Regions from separate parts of the Acanthopagrus latus genome. Here region 1 is linked to region 2. A link is a contact called in public Hi-C data. All regions are on one chromosome and are shown on one strand. Each heading gives the region's core, a stretch centred on a gene start, on an enhancer-like site or on the middle of the called end of the contact. The rest is flanking DNA. Distances are from core to core; before and after follow the strand shown. Region 1 holds the start of brms1lb (breast cancer metastasis-suppressor 1-like protein-A). Region 2 holds the start of gtf2a1 (transcription initiation factor IIA subunit 1).

Evidence for each region. A called contact is a pair of places that touch in the nucleus more often than the background predicts.
Region 1: a contact with region 2 is called in a Hi-C map of muscle, with 4 times the contacts expected there. The contact joins the promoter of brms1lb here to the promoter of gtf2a1 in region 2. A contact is called at or near these places in 2 of 4 Hi-C or Micro-C datasets (liver and muscle).

Annotation. Positions count from the first base shown.
Region 1 is chr22:23,469,217-23,475,277 of fAcaLat1.1, forward strand. It overlaps brms1lb (breast cancer metastasis-suppressor 1-like protein-A), which reads right to left and starts at 2,222. Exons shown (of 11, transcript XR_005072621.1): 1 at 1,920-2,222; 2 at 1,603-1,693; 3 at 448-575; 4 at 204-283; 5 at 1-28.
Region 2 is chr22:23,255,921-23,262,578 of fAcaLat1.1, forward strand. gtf2a1 (transcription initiation factor IIA subunit 1) reads right to left here and starts at 5,271. Exons shown (of 10, transcript XM_037086646.1): 1 at 5,081-5,271; 2 at 3,168-3,269; 3 at 2,616-2,802; 4 at 2,258-2,322; 5 at 891-966; 6 at 656-780. The coding sequence starts at 5,110.

The DNA.
Region 1 (6,061 bases), core at 972-3,471, 210 kb after region 2:
CAGTGTCAAACAGCAGCAGCTTCTCACTCTGGGAGACAGAAACAAGACACAAAAAACATTAAAAACCATCTCCAGGAGAAGTTACTGTGGGTCAGTTCATCCTGTTAAGTTAGTGGACACTGTGGCACTGTGTATTTCCTACACTGTTAAGGCAAAACTATATGACAACAAAATGTGGTCTGACTCATTCGTTGACCCCTCACCTCCCAGTGTTGGCAGGCAGCCTGGATCTCACACTCATACTTGTTCTTCACCGACTCCAAGCACAGCTCTCTGTAGATCCCTGTGACAAGCATCCAAACTTAAGATCAACATGAAGCAGCAAGAAGTAAAGATTTGACTTTTAACTGCGAAAAAAGCAAGTTTTAATTCCATAGTTTCTATCTCTGTCCACAAAATCAGGCACATTAAGTCCGATTATTAAATATTCATGTTAATTTGACTCACCAGCAACTTTGGTCCTGATCTGCATGTTCTCCTGCAGGTTGGCTAAAGGCTCCAGGTACTCTTGGGCGCAGCCTGCCATGACCTCCTGCAGCTTGATGTCCACCTGGCTCAGACGCTCCTTGTACAACCTGAACATTGAAAATGACGAGGAGGCACATCGATTCATAAACTTACATTATTTGAGCATTAAAGCTGAGCAATTCGAAAATATCTTGCACTGCAGCAGAACAGAAGAGAGATGCAGAAGTCTCTCACTGGTCTGCAGAATAACTAAACTGTGGTCTGGAGAACAGGATGCTGTGGCACGACTGCAACAGGAGAGTTTTTATTGAATGCAGCAGCCGAGTTGAAAACATTATTAGCATTTTCAAAACCTCAGTGTTAGGGAGGTGTCCCTGCCAGTCAGCACTAGATAAACTAGTCAGTTATACTCGTTATTATCAATTTATTTGTGTGCACATTTAAATAACACACTGACAGATCTCACACCGGAATGTCATGGTTTGCTATTCAAATGTCGCGTGAAGATTTGAAGAGAATAATGTTATCAATAAGTTATCTGTTTACTTTTTTTGTGAGTTGTTGGGTGGCTGTGGCTCAGGGTTAGAGCCTGCGTCCTGTTATCGGAGGGCTGCTGGTTCGATTCTCCTGGTCTGCATGTCAAAGTGTCCTTGGGCAAGATACTGAACCCCAAACTGCTTTGGACAAAAGCGTCTGCTAAATGCCCTAAATGTAAATGTTGTTGATGTCCAGAATAATGATTTCAAATGGCTTTTATAATATAGTCAATAATTTTACGGACACTTTTTAACCGTTGACCAGTTTAAATGACGGTCGGCTTGATGTCAACATGGCTGACAGGGAAGATCACATCTGAGGAGCACAATCCAAGATGTTACAAGTGATTTGCTGGTGACTTTATAAACAGCACCACAGAGAACGGTCCCTGCAAAAAGACCCTTTACAAGACAGCCAGGTGACCCAGGTGAGTCTTCAGTGCACGGTCCATCATTTTAAATACTACGGTGATTAATGACAGACATGTGTGGTGTTTTGGAGAGAGTATACCAAGACTCCAGGTGCATCTCCAGGTAGAAATCCACCCTCAACATGAAGTGTCCATTCAGGATAGACAGGTGTAGGTGTGTGACTTACTGCTCCTTCAGGTCAGTGAACTGTTTCTCCAGGGTGGTCATCTCATCCAGACACTCCATCCTCCTCCTCTCACAGTCCTCATCGTCCATCTCTGCTCATGTAAACAACCACAGGTTTGACATCAGCTCTTTACTCTCACCCACAGCCATCACCATCATAGCATCTCCACCTCAGCCTGTACCCACCCAGCTGGGTCGGGACGTGAGCTCATTTTCATTAACAGCCACATATTGTATCGGAGCCACGTCCGACAGAGAAGTGTATTTTAATATTTTAGCTGTGTGTTGATGTTTAAGGCCTGTTTTTTTTTTTCCTACCCGAGCTGTCTCCATCTTCAGACACGGACGAGCTAACGGTGTCCTCCTCGTCCGTGCTGCTGCCGTCTTGCTCGGGAAAATCCACCTCCATGTCTTCGTGGTTGTTTTCTTTCTTCTCCCGGGAGTGGACCGGCATCGTGAGGTCCGGATGGGCCGGTGCTGACGGGCTGGACGGGCTGTTCGTTGATTTCAGCCCGAAAAATGAGGCAAATACACCTCAGACGGCTAACCGGTTAGCTAGCTCGCATCTAGACAGCTGGTAACGCAAACATGGCCACCGTCAGCCAATCACGCAGAGCTTTACTGAGCCCGTCCAATCAGATGTTAGTATGGGTAACCAGCCGCGCTAAGGCTCTCGGGACTTGTAGTTCATTTAACTTTTTCGCAATACCTCGTACATACTGAATCTGCAGGTATGTTAATGTGTCTGCGATGGTTTGTTATATTTGACTTTTACACTTACATATGTATTTCTGACTCAAGATTTAAAGAGTAAAGGTTCTGTTAGACCCTTTTATCAGTGAAAGTATTATAAAAACAAATGCTGATTTTACTTTTTAAAAGATTAAACATAATATAAACGATTAATTTTCCACATATGAGGTAGTGCAGACCAGCAAATGATTTCATAATTGTTTATAATTCTTTTTTTTTTAGGATTTCAGTTTGTTTCTTCAAATCTAATTTTTCTAATTATTTATTTAATAGTGAGATTTCTTCATATGACCATTTCTTTTTATGGTTTTGTTTGTTTGTTTTTGTTTTGTTGTCTGTTTTGATCTTACCAGCACAATTCTTCTTTCAATTCCAGTCATGTGTCGCTTTTAAACTCACCCGTTGTAAAGTCATTGCAACAAATAGATTTAACAATGGGTATTAAATAATTTACTCATGCTTTGGAGATTTATAAAACAATGATGGATATAACCAAGTGAGTACTGGAGCAGGACTACTTATGTACATTGTCTCGTACGCAGAAGATGCCATATCCACTGCCCTCCACTCACTCTTCACACACCTTCAAAATACTCAGTACACTCTGGAATTGTACATTTGCCTCCCTCACACGCGACCTTAGACAGTTTGGATTGTCTGTCACACATTTACTCTACGTTAGAGCCCAATATCGGAGCCTTTACACCATTCATACATGTAAATTTGTGGAAGAGTTACTTTTATTTGCATTTTGCAGTACATTTTTTGCCTGAAATTTACTTTTGATGCTCAAGTATATTTAAATAAATTATCATTATTATGTTTTTTTTAGCTCCCTGAAGACGTCTCAATGGACAGTTTGACCTTTGACTGTCTGGAACAGGACTGTAGAGCATCATTAATTCACAACTTAATGCATGGAATAAAACTGCATACTGCATAAGAGTTTATAACCGCAGGTGACTCCATAACTTTTGCTGATAACATGACAGAATGTGACAAAGTCTTTATGCTTCATTATGATTTATTACATTTATAAGGTTTATTATCCTTGGTTAATAATTAGCACCCCAGTAAAATATTAGTGAAAGGCCTTTAAGATCTAAAAGCTTATAAATCCTGCTTTCTATGAGTTCTTGTCTTTTTACCTGGAAAAATCTCGACTAAATCTACAGCAGGGAGCGAGCACTGCTGAGGAAGCTGAGGTGGGTGGGTAACACACCACAGAGGAAGTATCATATGTGCTGACTGCTGACTCATGACTGAGACCTGCAGGTCGAAACTCAAAGATGTTTGATACATGTTGTCAGCGCCATCATCACAGTCTGTCTGTCAGGGAGCTTCAATACCTTTTTTTTTTTTAGTGCTGGGAGCAGACAGGAGGTGTCTGACGGTGAAGGCACCCTGTTCAGCTGCAGGGGTAATGCTGAAGAGGTGCCAGAGAGCCTTTTGCTGTCTGACTGGCAGATGATTCAAGCACCCCGGGGCGAAAGCTGTCACGGATCGCTGCTCGACTCTCTTCTCAGTCACCTGGGTGGGATTGATGGACAGACGGGGAGATGGAGGAGTGGGTGGAGGCTGGAGCCGTGGTGTTGTCTGACAGTGCGTGATCACTGACAGTTGGAAAAGAAGAGACTTGCTTCTATTGCTGGTGTTAATGATGTGATTAATCTAAGGTCAGGTGTAAGAGAAATGACTTTTATATGCCATCAAGGAAACATTCATCTTGTTTGCTGGATGAAATCCTTTAGATGGCTCATTTCACTTCCGTAGGCCTAGTTTGAATTTTCTAAACCTCTCCCTGTATATATTTAACCTACTTTTTGGGATTATCTAAAGCTGTATTATATACTGTGAACGCATCACAGTGAGTCCTGCCAAACTATTGTTAGATCAGACCACAAGGGCTGTATGAGGACTCGTCTGCATCAGATATGATCTTGTGGGATTATGTGAGGATGTGTGTTGCATGTTTGTCTGTTCTGTAAATGGTAAACACACACACACACACACACACTGTCACACACTGTTAGTAATGACATATATTTCCTTACAGGTTATTGTAGACTTGCAGTCAAGCAAAAGCAGCCAATGTAAACTTTCAGCAGGGCTATGGAACATAACCATATGTACACTTTTATACCATCATACCATTTAAACTACACCTGTAGATGACTGGGTATGAGGGCTGATCGATGTGGTAAAACACATTATATTGCAATTATTTTGACAAATATTGCATTTCATATTTCATTTGTGGGAATGGTCATTTTTGCATAACAAGTTTAATTTTTCGGTGAAAAAACTGTCTATATCCTGATTATATGACATTTTTTGAGGTCTGTACCCAACAAATCTGGAAAAGAAGATTTGTTGGTCAGATCACCTCCTCAGCACTACAGCACCTCATTAGAAAGCTTTGTTTGCACACAATGTATGTTTGATTTTGATATTGCACTTGGTCATTTTGTGATTCTGGTATTATTTTGATTAATCATGCAGGCCGACTGGATGTTTTATGACATTCTTGTGAATATATATGGAAATATTGTCACATTACAAAGATGGAATTTGGTTTGATATCTGTCTGGTTATCCTTAACATATATTATCCTCTAGGAAATGTACTGTGTTATATTATATATGCCTTAACAGAGGTTTTTACTCACACTGCCGTTCCTATTTGTGTGTATTTTTAAAACTTTTAGAGGGTTTCTTTCCAGCTGACATAGTAAACATGATTGCAGCGTCCGCAATTCATATTTCTAGCACAGGAGGGCGATGAAGACCTGTGCTGAACTGCAGTTCTTTGACTGTAAATCCATTCCTGAAGAGTTTAATTTATTCTAGTGTGGAAACAGACAGAACTCATGAGAGAGACAAGAATATAACCATCATCAAAGGAGCGTGGTTTAAAACTGGATTACTGGATTTAGGAATAAAAACATGACTGAAAAGACTTTAAATATGATTAAATAATGAACATAAATGCTTTCTATATGAATGATTTAGTCATTTGGGGCTTTATTTGAGTTTTAAGCTTATGAAAATGATCATTAAACAAAAACTCAAACCGGTGTGTGTCATCATCAACACACAAACAAGAAGCTGGAGTTTTCTCTTGCGACACAGCGGGCCTTCACTAAAATGCAGAAATGACATGAGAGAATATTACACACAGACAAAAAAAAAAAAGATTGTGCTGCTCAGTCAGTTTGCGGTTTTTGTCTTGTAGCCTCACTATTTCCGTGGCTTGCTGCCAGTCAGATCCATTTTCACACATTATGTAAAGTGTGTCAGGAAACTTCGCTGCTCTAATTTGTATTTAGGGCAGTACAGCACACTCGCAGAAAGTCTGAGTTGTCTTTGCGGTTTATTTCATAATAGTGAGCTTTCTTTTTTCTTCTTCTTCTTTCTTTTTCTCACAGTCTCATACAAATCCAGAGTGGGACTACTAGCACAATGGACTATTAATAAAGTTGCTCACAAAGGAATGTAGGAAGGAACTCAAGAATGGGAGTAAAACCAAAACAGTGCAGCACACAGTTTATGGTCAATTTGCATGTTATTCAAGTCTCCTCCTACTCACAAACTGCACCCTGGAAGACGGATTTGCATTGTTTGAGCTGCTTTGCATGTGCACTCACAGGACGGCCGGTGTTGTGATAACAAGCGTGCAATCACTTCAATCCATCTCCTCAAACCACA
Region 2 (6,658 bases), core at 4,021-6,520:
AGCCAACACAAGATCTGATATTACCGTGTTGGTGTTGTTCACGGAACATTATTGAAACTGACTGATCACGTTTTTGTAATGTCAAAGCTTTGCAACACGGGAAAAGACTGGAAACAATTTTCACAAGGGAAAAGTTATCCTTTCAAAACACGTGTTAACTGTAGTGAAAGGGAATGTTTTAACCAGTGTTTTCCTAAATCTCACCAAGTATTTGTGTTGCCTAAACAGACAGTGACAGAAAACTGAAAAGAAACAGAAAAGTCTAAATGAAATGTGTATAGTATAATATGTTCCTCGAGTGAGAGTCCTCTACTTGGCCCACTCAACAGCTTGCTCCGAATGCAGCTTTCGTCACTGTTCTTAAAGTTAAGAGAGACGGGCCTGGAGCCACATTAATCATGTTCCCTGAACAACACCAACCTGCTGATCAGATACACTACAGCCAAACCGCATCACTTAATTACTTGTCTTTGTCCCATGAGACGCAGGATGTCAATTAATATAAAAATATGAGCTGTCGGTTGTTGTTCTAAAAGAAAAACAGATAAACAAGATACAGGCAGCCATGTTGCGATTCAAGCCCACTTTATTTTGCACCCTTCCCTGCCCCCAATTCATCAAAGCGGGGTGTTCCTACCTGTGTAATGGGGCGTACCTGTTGTATGACCGGCGCCTGCACGCCACCAGGCTGCATCTGCTGCTGCAGGAGGATCTGCTGCTGGGGCTGCTGGATGATGTACTGCGCCCCATTGGGAGCACGCACCACCTGCAGGATCTGACCTGAGAGACCAGAAAACACAAAGAGTCTTGAGCGCTTCATTTGTCATGTTAAATATCTAAGTGTTTACTTCACAATCTGATGCGCAGATCAACTTGTGAGAGTGTTTTACCTTGGCTGGTGATGAGCTGTTGGTATGGGGTGACCCCTGTGGGCAAAGCAAGGGTTGCTGCGGTAGCTGCTGCACTCTAGAGAAGGAAAGAAGAACAAATATTTGAGAGTAGCTGAAACAATGCAGTGATGTGCACACACACACATCCACCGAGTCTACAAGCAAACTACCTTCAAGGATGTGGAAAACAATACTGATATATTTAAAGCTTGTCGTGGCGAAACTCTACAGGGGTATTAAAAATATATACCAGTACACACACATACAGGTATTTCTGACTTCAGTGTTAAGTGCATTTCTCTGGAGGGATTTAATATATTTATGAAATACAGCAGAACATCTTCACAATTAAAGTGCTAATATTCATATTCCCTTGGCTGCTGTGATAAAAGCAGCCGTTTCTCATTTGCATTTGTTTATTTTATCTGCCAGGTTTGATGGCGAAATGTTTGAAATTTCTAATTGAAGCTTGAAAATGGTGTTTGAGCATAAAACAAGACAAAAAACGAGGTATTCTACAGACAGCACAGATGCAAGCTTTGACATTAACATATGTCTGGCTGAAGAGAAGTGTTGTCAAGAGCAGGAAGTACAAAAAGGAGAGGAAGTGTTGATGTTCCATTGTGCAAAATTTAAACGGATAAAGGAAAAGATGTGTTTGTTAGTGTGTGCGAGACGCAGCAGGAGCATGTGAGAAAATGTATCATCCCCGCTGTCGTCCATGCTACTGAAAAACTTTCCTCTCCTCTGCTCTCTCTCTCTCTCTTTCCATGTCCTACTGCCCATCCATCTGTCTGTTACTAGAGCAGTCATCCTGCTCTGAGGAAAAAGCCTGCAGAGACGCATTAAGATCCACTTTCTCTTGGCTGACAAATATGCGTGCTGAAGCAAACTTAGATTAAATTAACTGAGTGGGAGTTCTTAGTGCTGAATAAAACATCAAAATTGGCATTTTCTCAGAGGTAAAATGGCAAGTTTGACGACGAGAAGAAGTGCCGGCCTGAGGTTTTACTGCAGGGTGTGTAGGCAGATCTGTCGAACATATCAAAATTCACACATAGTTTAACTCTATCGCTGCGCTAATTTCTAAAACTTCTACTTTCTATTTTGAGGTATGTGCAAGAGCTGTTGCCAGTGTTGACTCACAAGCACCTCTGTCTGGTGTTAAAGTCAATTAAATGAAAACATCTGTGGTGGCACTGAATGTGTTTGTTATGGGAGCTATATATATAGCAGCCGTGAACAATAGCAGAAAACATACAACTTGACACAGATGTGAGTTCACTACCAACTTCAGAAAGTAAGGGTGTCGGGGCTTTTTGTGATGAGCACAAAACTATGACTTTAAGTTAACTTTATGTTCTTACCATCCCCGTTGCACTCATATGCTGTAGAATCTTGGAATCCTGAACAATGACTTGCTGCTGGGGAGCTGTGGAGAGAAACAAGCTCAAGTCAAACCCTAACATGACCAGCTGACAAACAATTCCCTGAGAAATTTGATTAAACAGACAAAAAAAGATCTGTGAACACTGATTTGGTCCTGTTATTCATGCAAAAGACCAAAAAATCCCTTTAACAGAGGATTTTTCCTCTCCTTATTTCAGTGGGGGAATTAATAAAAAGGCTGCATATGACTTCATATGTACATTTTTGTGGTCTACCAAAATTATCTTTCCCATATGTTGTAGTTATTCTCTGCATCACATAGCGGTGGTAACGAACCTTGCTGCTGCTGAGGGGGCAGGATGACTTGCTGGGTCTGTGCTGGCTGGGTCACCTGCTGGACTTGCTGGACCTGCTGGACCTGCTGCTGCTGTTGCTGCTGCTGCTGAGCGGCCTGCAGGGCTGCCTGCTCCTCAGTATGGAAACCCTCCACTGCCTTGGACTGCAACAGTTTGTTTTCCCATAGCTGAGGCATCGGCCGAGAAGAAAGAGAGGTTAAAAAAAAACAAAAAAAAAACAAACACCAGTTATGTTGATGTAGAAACATTTAGAAATGCTTTTATACTGTTCCAGCATGTGGTTCCCTGTTTTGATAACGTAACGCGATGTATAACTTTCATAAAGACCAGGCATTCTCACAGACACATTTCATTACTGTACTAAGGGGAAATCTATAATTAGATATAATCTTACATATAGGAAATCATAATAAAAGCTTGAAACCAGTTAGTTCCTACGCTGCATTGAAGCACGTCTCACCACTCTTCCCCACATGTGATATTTCCTCCTAAAGCAGATGTACACCAGAACATAAATGCTTGTGACCGTTACCGTTTTCAGCTCCAGGAGCACTTGCTCATCCACCCCCTCGTCCAGGAACAGCTCTCGCACCTCGTTGATCACATCCTCAATCACAGACTTATAAAGTTTAGGCTGCGAGGAAACAAAGACAAGACATGGAAAAAAAAAAAAAAAAGAAGCACATCTTCATTACTGTGTTTGGGGAAAGGAGACCCGGATGAAAACAACAACAAAAAATAAAAATAACATTAAAAATCATATTAAGTGTGATGAATGTTTACCATGAAATAATGGAGTGTGGTGTTCAGAAATACTTTTAATATCAAGAAATCAGTTCCAAATAACTGCTTTTAACAGCACATATTACAAACCTTGGTACATTACATTTAAATATGTCATGCACAATTAGCATAACTTAGTATAACTTCGTAAAGTAAAACCTGCTGCACAGCTACTATTTAAAAAGACAGCTTCACTTTGTTAACTGCTACATGCTAGCTAGTCCCTGAGCTACATGACAGCACTGTTTAGCTTGTTATGCTAACCCACAACATCTATACAGTCCCGTCTGTCACGACCGTTGACGTTTTACAGTACGTCCCTCAGGATACCGTGGCAAACATGGCGCACACAGTCACCACCACCAAACACAACAACTGTGTACCGTGTTAAAGGTCTACAACGACTCCCGCGGTGAGCCGCAGAGGAACAGCGCGGTTCAACGTAAAGCCCGCAAACGACAGACACGCAGGCCACCGCACTGCGCTCCCTGCGCCGCATTGTCCCCCCCCCCCCTCAATCGAGTGTCCGCAGCACGGACCTCGGTCTCTCCCTTCCCTTCCCTCCCCCTCGGCCTGTCTGCTCCACTATTTAAAGCACAGTCTGGTGTTTATATGTAGAGCCGGTGACGTAGCGTCGAGAAGCACCTTCCCATCCCGGGCAAGTCTATATTAGAGAGCCAATATGGCTGTATAAAACCAGGCAGCAGAAAGGAGGAAGGGGCAGAACCGGAGCGAGGGGAGACGAGGGAAGCCATTTTACGGAGCGGCAAAAAACTGCGCGCCTGGAGAAGAAGAAGAAGAAGAAAAAAAAATAGCCCCGTACACTATGTGGCGGAATGTGAAGGATATTTTCGGTTTAATATCTGATCAGTACTCAGCTTTGATTAAACGTTATATGGCCATGTCGGAGGGGAGAAGGACTAAAACTGTGATGAGATGGTGTAAAAGTGGTGGCTGTTCTTTTCTCTTTTTTTTTGAGAAGGGGACGACTAGCTGCCTTCTGCTCGTGGAATGGTGGACAATGATGAGGCGTTAGAGTGACCGTTGACGACTTTCGGCTAAATTAAGACTTTAATTTTTAAATAAGCTTAATTCATTCGCAGTGGATAGTGGCAAGGTGCTTTGCGTACATCGGCATTTTTATATATATATATAAAATTATGTAAGGAAATAAAAGCAGTTAAGCTAATATTACAGCCTGTTATCTGCAGTAACAGCAAAAGAAAAAAACCCCCAAAACATCAAACACCGGTAATACTCAAATTAATTCACCACACAAAAAGAGAGAAGCCTGAGACTGTACCATTAACCGACTAACTGATTAAAGCTTCAACAGTCCATAAGAAAATAAAACTGCATTTTCATCACTAACATAACCCTGAATCACACACCATTTTCACTTATTTCTCCAGCTCCTCTAACGTTAGCCATCGCTGATGGTGTAAGTTAATCTGAGGAGAACCATCTAGTTTTTGAAAAAGGAAAAACTGATTAAAATGGCCGATAGACTGAACTTAATTTTATTTCATAGAGCAGTGAAAGTGTCTGTTAAAGCATACACATTGTTCCTGAGATAAAAATAAAACCGACTCGTCGACAGCTTTTCCATTATCTTTACCCCCATTTTTCCCCCGCTGACAGTCCTTAGAGATTGATCCTTACCACTGGGTTCGAGTTAGCCGAGCTCGCCATTATACGCGTAGTGTAAAAACCACACGGAAATAGGCGAGAAACAGAGCCAAAAATTACGAAAAACGACTTAAAACAACTGGGAACGATATTTTAAAACAGCCGGCATCACTTTTGTAAATAAAACACAGTTTCAGCGGTCTTATTTACAATCCCGGGCTGCGACTACCCAGCCGTCCTCCTTCCGTCGTTGTCCTGCTTTATATACTGAGCGATGGAGCTGCGAGTGCGCGAGACATAGGGCAGGGTCAAGCCGCACGTATCGCGAGATTTCGCGCGGAGTGTGACGATCACGCAAAAAAAGGCACGTGCTGCTGGGAAATGTAGTTTAAAGTTGAAAGAGGGGGAAGATTGACGTGTTGTGATCGCAGCAGCGTTATAATGCGGACTGATCTTGTTTAATGAATTAGGCCAACTGTAACTATGGCGACCCGAAACGTTAGAGGAGCGCTGGGCCTGCTGCTGTTGATCTGGAGCTGCAGATAATGAATCTGAGAGACAACTGAGTGAATAAAACTCAAAGGAAAACTAGTTTTATTATGTAGGATAATAGAACCCAACTGATTAAAATAGGGCAAATTGCTGCAGCATTTGAGGACAGTGAGCATAAAGGGGGGCACTGTGACACCACTCTGAAATTCATCCTTAATAATAACAACAACAATAATAATAATAATAATAATAATAATAATAATAATAATAATAATAATAATAATAATAATTATAATTATAATTATAATGATAATGATAATGATAATAATAACATTAATAATATTAATAATAATAATAATAATGATAATAATACAATTTTAACTTATCCCCGAAACTTCCCAAGTTGAACATTAGGAGAAATATTTTTTATTATTGTTGATTTAGCAAATATTCCAAAAATGTTATGTGTAAATATGCAACTTGCATATCATTTAATTGAGCTAATTTACACACATTGCCAGAAGGCCTACAGAAATAATTCAGCAGTGGATGAAGCCAGATTCTTTCATTTGGTTGACATACACATCAAAAGATTGTTCGTTTGTTTTCTCACAGAGGATAACTTGGATATCTCATTTTGACACTGCATAAATCAGAAAATATCATCACCAGCTTTATAGATAAATTAAATTTTTTTTGCCATGTCTGAAGAAATAAAATGATCTATAAACCAGGCTATGGATGATATGTGAACAAACCCTTCTGTGAAAATGTGTCCAGTATCTGTTCTTTATTTGTTTGCACTGAGTCTATCGTGCCTTTGCAATAACTGTACCGTTTACAACACACAGAACAGCTGACTTGTATACGGACACTTTGTTGTGTACTTTTATATTGTTGACCATCGGTGTTTTTAATATACTGTTTATTTCTTTGCTCAGGCTTCTGTAGACTTCACTGCACCGTGCTGCTTTCCAGTCTTTACCCCTGACATATTTGTTCTGTTCTTGTTGTCCTTGTTCTGAGCTGTATGTCTGTTTTCTGTGTAAGTACACTGAGAGCAATGTAGAACCAGATCCCTTTAATGTGTACACATATTTGGCCAATTTATAATGTAAG